Regions from separate parts of the Anas platyrhynchos genome. Here region 1 is linked to region 2. The links are chromatin contacts, called in public Hi-C maps. All regions are on one chromosome and are shown on one strand. The core of a region is the stretch at or near the end of the contact, and the rest is flanking DNA. Distances in the headings are between cores, read along the strand shown.

Region 1 (2,755 bases), core at 176-2,675, 110 kb after region 2:
CCTGCACAACTCACCCGGAGGATTCATGGTCTGAAGAAAAAGATCAGGAAGTTTGAGGAAAAATTTGAAGAGGAAAGGAAATACCGAGTGAGTCTCCAGAAGCATTTGTAAGGAAAGGCAGGAGGTAGCTGGAAAGGGAAAGGACATCAGGGAAGTCGGTCAAACTTATACAGAGAGCTTGCAAGTGTTTAAAAAATAAATAAAAGAAGAAAAAAATGCTGCTTCCCCAAAATAGAAATGTGCATCCATACCATGCAGATTACCTTTCCAAGCATTTTTTGTACTACCAGTGCAGCACAAGAGGTAGTCTAACAAACTCATAGGATTTTGATCACTGATTTAGGCAGTATGCAAAAAGCACGCATTGGGTGTGTAGGAATAGCTATGTTAAACTTTTTGTTTGTTTGTGTATTCAAGTTCAGCTTATGGTAAGAACACTTGTGCATCCCATTTGCATGATGGTAACCCAAGGACACCAGCACATTGCAGAGGAGAGGAGAGCAGCCTTCTTTGCTCCTGAGCAAGGAACCATAGCCAAGTGCTGCTAAGCAGTAGCAGTGTACTGTACTCTAATTAGTCCTGACATGCCCTTCTGATGAACAGAAAGGTTTTTTAAGGAACTGAAGCTTCATATGTGTGCATCTTCATTGGTGATCTAAACCACAGAGGGCAGTACTGAAGGGATCTTGCCTGCAGTAGAAAAGTCTGGATGAAATGTCCAGAGGTTGCTGCAGCCTAGCATTTGGGTTATTTCAGTGTTTTTGGATGGTAGGTAGCTTTCAGTGTGGATACATACATCCTGATTTTTCTCAAACTGTTTGTGGTAGGTTTCCCATATTTTGGAGTTGCCGTCTTGTTAGGAAAAAATAGGCAGAAGAACTTCAGTGTGCATCTGGCCCTCCAAGGCACTCCTACAACATAATGTTTGGATTTTGTTTTCTTAAAATAAATATATCTCATGATTCCCGAAGAGCCAATGTTTTGACAGGCAGGGCAGTCAAAGCAAAATCAGAACTGAATTGATCAGAGGCATGCAGGAACCAGTCAGAAGCCTGTGCCCATGCTCTGTGCTGCTGTGACATACACTTGTTTCAGTGGGTCTCTCCTGTTGGTTTAACACAGATTCAACATGACTGTTTTTTTCCTCTCAGCCTTCCCACAGTGACAAAGCAGCCAACCCTGAAGTGCTCAAATGGACAAATGATTTGGCCAAATTCCGAAAACAACTTAAAGGTGAGCAGCCACCATTGGTGTACCTTCTGGGGGCAGGTGGACTTTGCCTTGTTTAAATTTGATGTTGGGCAGTGTTTCTGTCACTGTCACATTTTAAAAAAAGAAAAAATACTCCTCTTATGCCCCATATGTCCCTGCTTAGAATCAAAACTGAAGATATCAGAGGAAGACCTTGGCCCTGTGGTGCGTCAACGGAGCAACACTCTCCCCAAGAGCTTCGGTTCTCAGCTTGAAAAGGAAGATGACAAGAAGCAAGACCTGTCAGATAAATCTGCCAAGCCTGCCGTGGAAGTGACCCTTGATTCTATCCAGAAGAAGCTTCAGGAAAAACGAGCAGAGACAAACCGACCTGAGGATATAAAGGTAAAATATATTCAATTCAAATTTAGGCCTTTAAGTACAAGTGTGCAGCTCATGGTTGCATGGACCCTTGTGAAAACCTTGTGTTCTTTCACATTTTGTCACAAAGTCTACAGGCTTTACTCCTGGCTCAACTCACTTGATTTAGTTTATTTCCCTCTATGTTTGGTGTCTGTGATTTTTTTTTTATTTTATTTTATTTTATTTTTTAAACAGAGCTCTGTTTCTACTGAATGGTATTGTTTGTTCTTTTCTAATTCTCACAGATTCCAAGTAACAGTTCTGAATTCCTGCAGTATTTCCTGCTTTGCATTTCACTGTTTCTGTCTTTATTTGCTTTTGGAAAATTCTGAGTCTTCCAGTGATTCTGGAGATTAATTCATCTATTTTCTTCTCGCCAAAGATGAATGCTCTTGTCTCGGGGCATTTTATCAGAGCATTTCTGAGTGTCATGTTAAGCTCAGTTAGTTTCTGTATCAGCAGAGAGGTCTTTTTGTCTGATGTTGTTAGTTCCTGAGTTTTGGGTAGCCTTGTAAATGAAGCCCTTGAGTCCTCTGATGTGTGAATTGTGCAGTACTCTGTAAGAGAGGGGCAGACAGTATTATCTTTGTTTACTAGATTTGCAGAAGTGTTTGGCAGTTTTCTGAAGGCAGCAAGAATACAGTCTTGACCTTTTAAAGAAGGCATATGATAGTATTTGGTGCAGTGGTAGAGAAGGCAAGTTCAGTGGGGAAGCTCTGGCAAACTTAGGAAAGTCTCTTCCAACTGTCTGCCCTTTTTTTTGGCTTGGTCCCTTCAGCCTGTCTGCTGGAGCTTTTCACTTCATAGCAGAATTGGCAGAAGGAGATGGTCTGACTGCACTTTAGTTCTCAGCTAAGTGTGTTTGTGGCAGTCAAAGCAATGATGGCAAGCTTTGCAAGAGGTTTTCTGGAGCTTGTCTCGGATTTGGAAGACAAGAAGGAACATGCATTTTGTTGCTGGACTTACAACTCGGATCACTGTAAGTGAAAAACAGCCACCGTCATTAAAAGTTGCTTAGCTTTGGTTGTTCAAAGCATGCTGAGAATCAATAAATCCCCATTATGTACATACAATGCTTTCATATACAAAGGTTATTTGGGTTTTACTTGCTTGTGTTGTGTATATGGCTCTGTGCATGGTA
Region 2 (2,700 bases), core at 47-2,546:
CAACTCTGAGTCTCACAGTATAGGAAGCAGGAAACTTAGAAAATGCTAAGAGACTTAGAAAATGCCAAAGCCAAAGTCTAACTTTCTGCTATTCAAAGTGGGAAAGTAATCATTTTGGGTCAGGTTGGTTTAACTGAGCTTAGACAGGAAACAGAAACCGAGTATGAAGGAAATTCTGATTAAAACACCTAATAAAAATACATTATGAATGAAAGTTGAAATCTGCAGGTAACGTTTTCCATCTGACACATAGTTCAGTCCCTTCCCATCTGCCTCCAGGAAAATGTTCTTTTTCCTCATTTTTTCTCTAGCTGTACAGCCTGCCTTTTCTTCCCATACCAGACGCAGGTACTTCTGAGAGGCAGACTTTCCAAAGACCTTGTCTTCTACTCACATGCTAAGGCACTGCCGAGTAACACTTGCACCTGAAAGGATACAGAAATAAGTATGTGTATGTGCTTCTCTTCCACCAAAAAAAAAAAAAAAAAAAAAAAAAAAAAAAAAAAGCGTGAAACGTTGAAACCCTGCAACTCTACAGTGCAATTTTGAAACATGCTTTCATGCTTTTCTTTAATTTTTTAGTACCAGCCCTGCTTCCAGCCTGAGGTGAGACAGGGTGGTACGCTGGGGAATTAATTCTTCTTCCTGCTGCTGGCACGTGGACTCTTTGTATGATGTGACTGCTGGCAGTCGCAAGCACTGTGGGTTTTTTCCACCCCTTTTTGCCTTATCCTTTCTCTCCTTTCACTGCTGTATCCCTAGATGGAAAACCAGGGGGTTGAGGGGCATAGGTGGGTGGGGTGGGGTGATGATTAAGTCCAGCATTCCACACTTTTTACGTTCAGGCCCAATATTGTACCACGTAGCACTGGCACTAACAAGCAGAGTGCTGGTTATAGCACTGGATTCTCCCTTGGCAAAGGAGTATATTTTGCAAGGCTGACTTCACATCGTGGCAAAGGAGTATGCGTCCTGCACAGCCTTCACATCACGCTGCTCGGCTTTGTTAACCTGTAGGTGCGTGAGGACCACAAGCAGTCGTGACCTACACACCGCACACACTCCCTAACACCACAAAGGGCCCCGCTGCTTTTCCTTCCACTCCACAAAGAGGATTTTGGGGCACCAAAACGCGCTGAGCCTTGCCTCTCCCCGCACTGCTCCCCGCTCAGCCGGGGACGACGGAGGGGTCCCCCTAAAGCCCAAGACCCCCTCGGCTGCTCTCTGGGGGGGGCCATGCAGCAGCGTGAGGAGCAGGGGGCAGGCTCTGCTCCCCCCCGGGCTGCGGGGGCAGAGGCAGGGGCGGGCCGGCGGGGCGGGCCGGCGGCTCGGAGGGGGCTGCCGGGCCCAGCGGAGGCGGGCGGGCTGCGGGAGCCGGGCCCGGCCGGCGGGCAGGCAGCATGGGGGCCGGGGCGCTGGCCATCTGCGTGAGTGGGGCGGCTCGGGGATGGGGACGGGGATGGGGACGGGGAGAGGCTGCGGATCGCGGCCGGGACGGGGAGAACGGGAGCAGTCGCGGTGGGGGGGTGGCCGCCTGTAAAACTGGGCTGGGTGAGCTGCAAACGCGCCGTCCCGGGCTGCTTTTGTGCTGTGAGGGCTGCTTTTGTAAGTTTCTGCGGTCAGTTATGGCCAGTTACATGCTTTGACAACTTTTCCTCTTATAGCATCAAGTCTTCCTCGCCGAAAGTCGCCTAACAGTGAATGCTCAGAGCTGTTGCGAGGAGGCGCTTTGATTTTGATTCAGCATATATCTGAAATAACTACCCTTAATTTTTTCTCCTTGGTTAACATATCCCTTCCAGATCCCAAAAGGAGCCTAACAATTTACCCCTCTGTTCCTGCAGGCGCGGGAAACGTCTCTCGGTTGTCTTGCAGATGTAAATTATGAGTTTGAGCAAGGAATTTCAGCTCTGTGTTTTGAGTGCTAAAATGGCAACAGGCCGGAGCCCTTCGCTTGAGCAAGACTTTTTGTGGGGGTAACTGGAGGCCTTTTCTAAGCAAAAAGTTCCCTAAGCACCACGGCTGCCTGTAAACTGCTCGGGATTTTTGCTGTTTTGTGAACCGAACCCAAGCTACGTAGCTTTTTCTTTGGCATGTATCCGCCTGAAGTGAAAATTGTATATTGCCCATTTAACCCACAACGGAAACATCTCTTTTAAAAAGAGATACGTGACGAGGTACTTTAACAAGTCGGTCAAATTACAGTTCAGTAATTTACACATGTGGTGTTTGCTGTAAAGAATTAAAAAGGTGTTCACTGTAGTGCTGGTTTTATTTATATATTGTAATGATGTTTCACGAATAAAAAACATATTTATACAAGTAATGTGTTTCATAAAGATCAGATAAGTGTTGCGTACTACCTGGAACTATAGAACCCACGTGTACTCCAGGAATATATTTTTAATGGGAAAGGTACAGCAGAGTAGAAGAAATGAACTGCCAGATATCTGGATGGACAGTTGGGCATAATAGCAACCCTGTTCAGATTTTTAGGTTCATTACAAACTGCAGTAAGAATGTCATGTCATCAATGAAGAAGTTTTAAGTATTTGTTTAAAAACAAACAAACAAACAAACAAACAAAAAACTATACACTTTGTCCTTTTGCAGTCAAGCGCCAAGACCCAGGCAAGAGTCTGAGCAGTTTCTTGTGTTAAGTATAAAGAATATTGTAATTTTTTTGTAAGGTTTCTACTG

The links. Hi-C and Micro-C count contacts between places; a contact is called where the count stands out from the background.
Region 1: a Hi-C map of skeletal muscle shows a contact between it and region 2, with 4 times the contacts expected there. The contact joins the enhancer-like site here to the promoter of FAM13A in region 2. A contact is called at or near these places in 2 of 8 Hi-C or Micro-C datasets (liver and skeletal muscle).

What each region holds. Positions count from the first base shown.
Region 1 is chr4:14,891,221-14,893,975 of IASCAAS_PekinDuck_T2T, forward strand. It overlaps FAM13A (family with sequence similarity 13 member A), which reads left to right. Exons shown (of 22, transcript XM_072037046.1): 14 at 1-87; 15 at 1,152-1,233; 16 at 1,376-1,596. Among named protein-coding and RNA genes, the nearest start is that of PYURF, 64 kb to the right of the region's middle. Within about 2 kb of position 1,426, at least 4 of the 8 cell types and tissues checked have an H3K27ac peak or open chromatin away from gene starts, as enhancers often do.
Region 2 is chr4:14,781,329-14,784,028 of IASCAAS_PekinDuck_T2T, forward strand. FAM13A (family with sequence similarity 13 member A) reads left to right here and starts at 1,297. Exons shown (of 22, transcript XM_072037046.1): 1 at 1,297-1,427. The coding sequence starts at 1,401.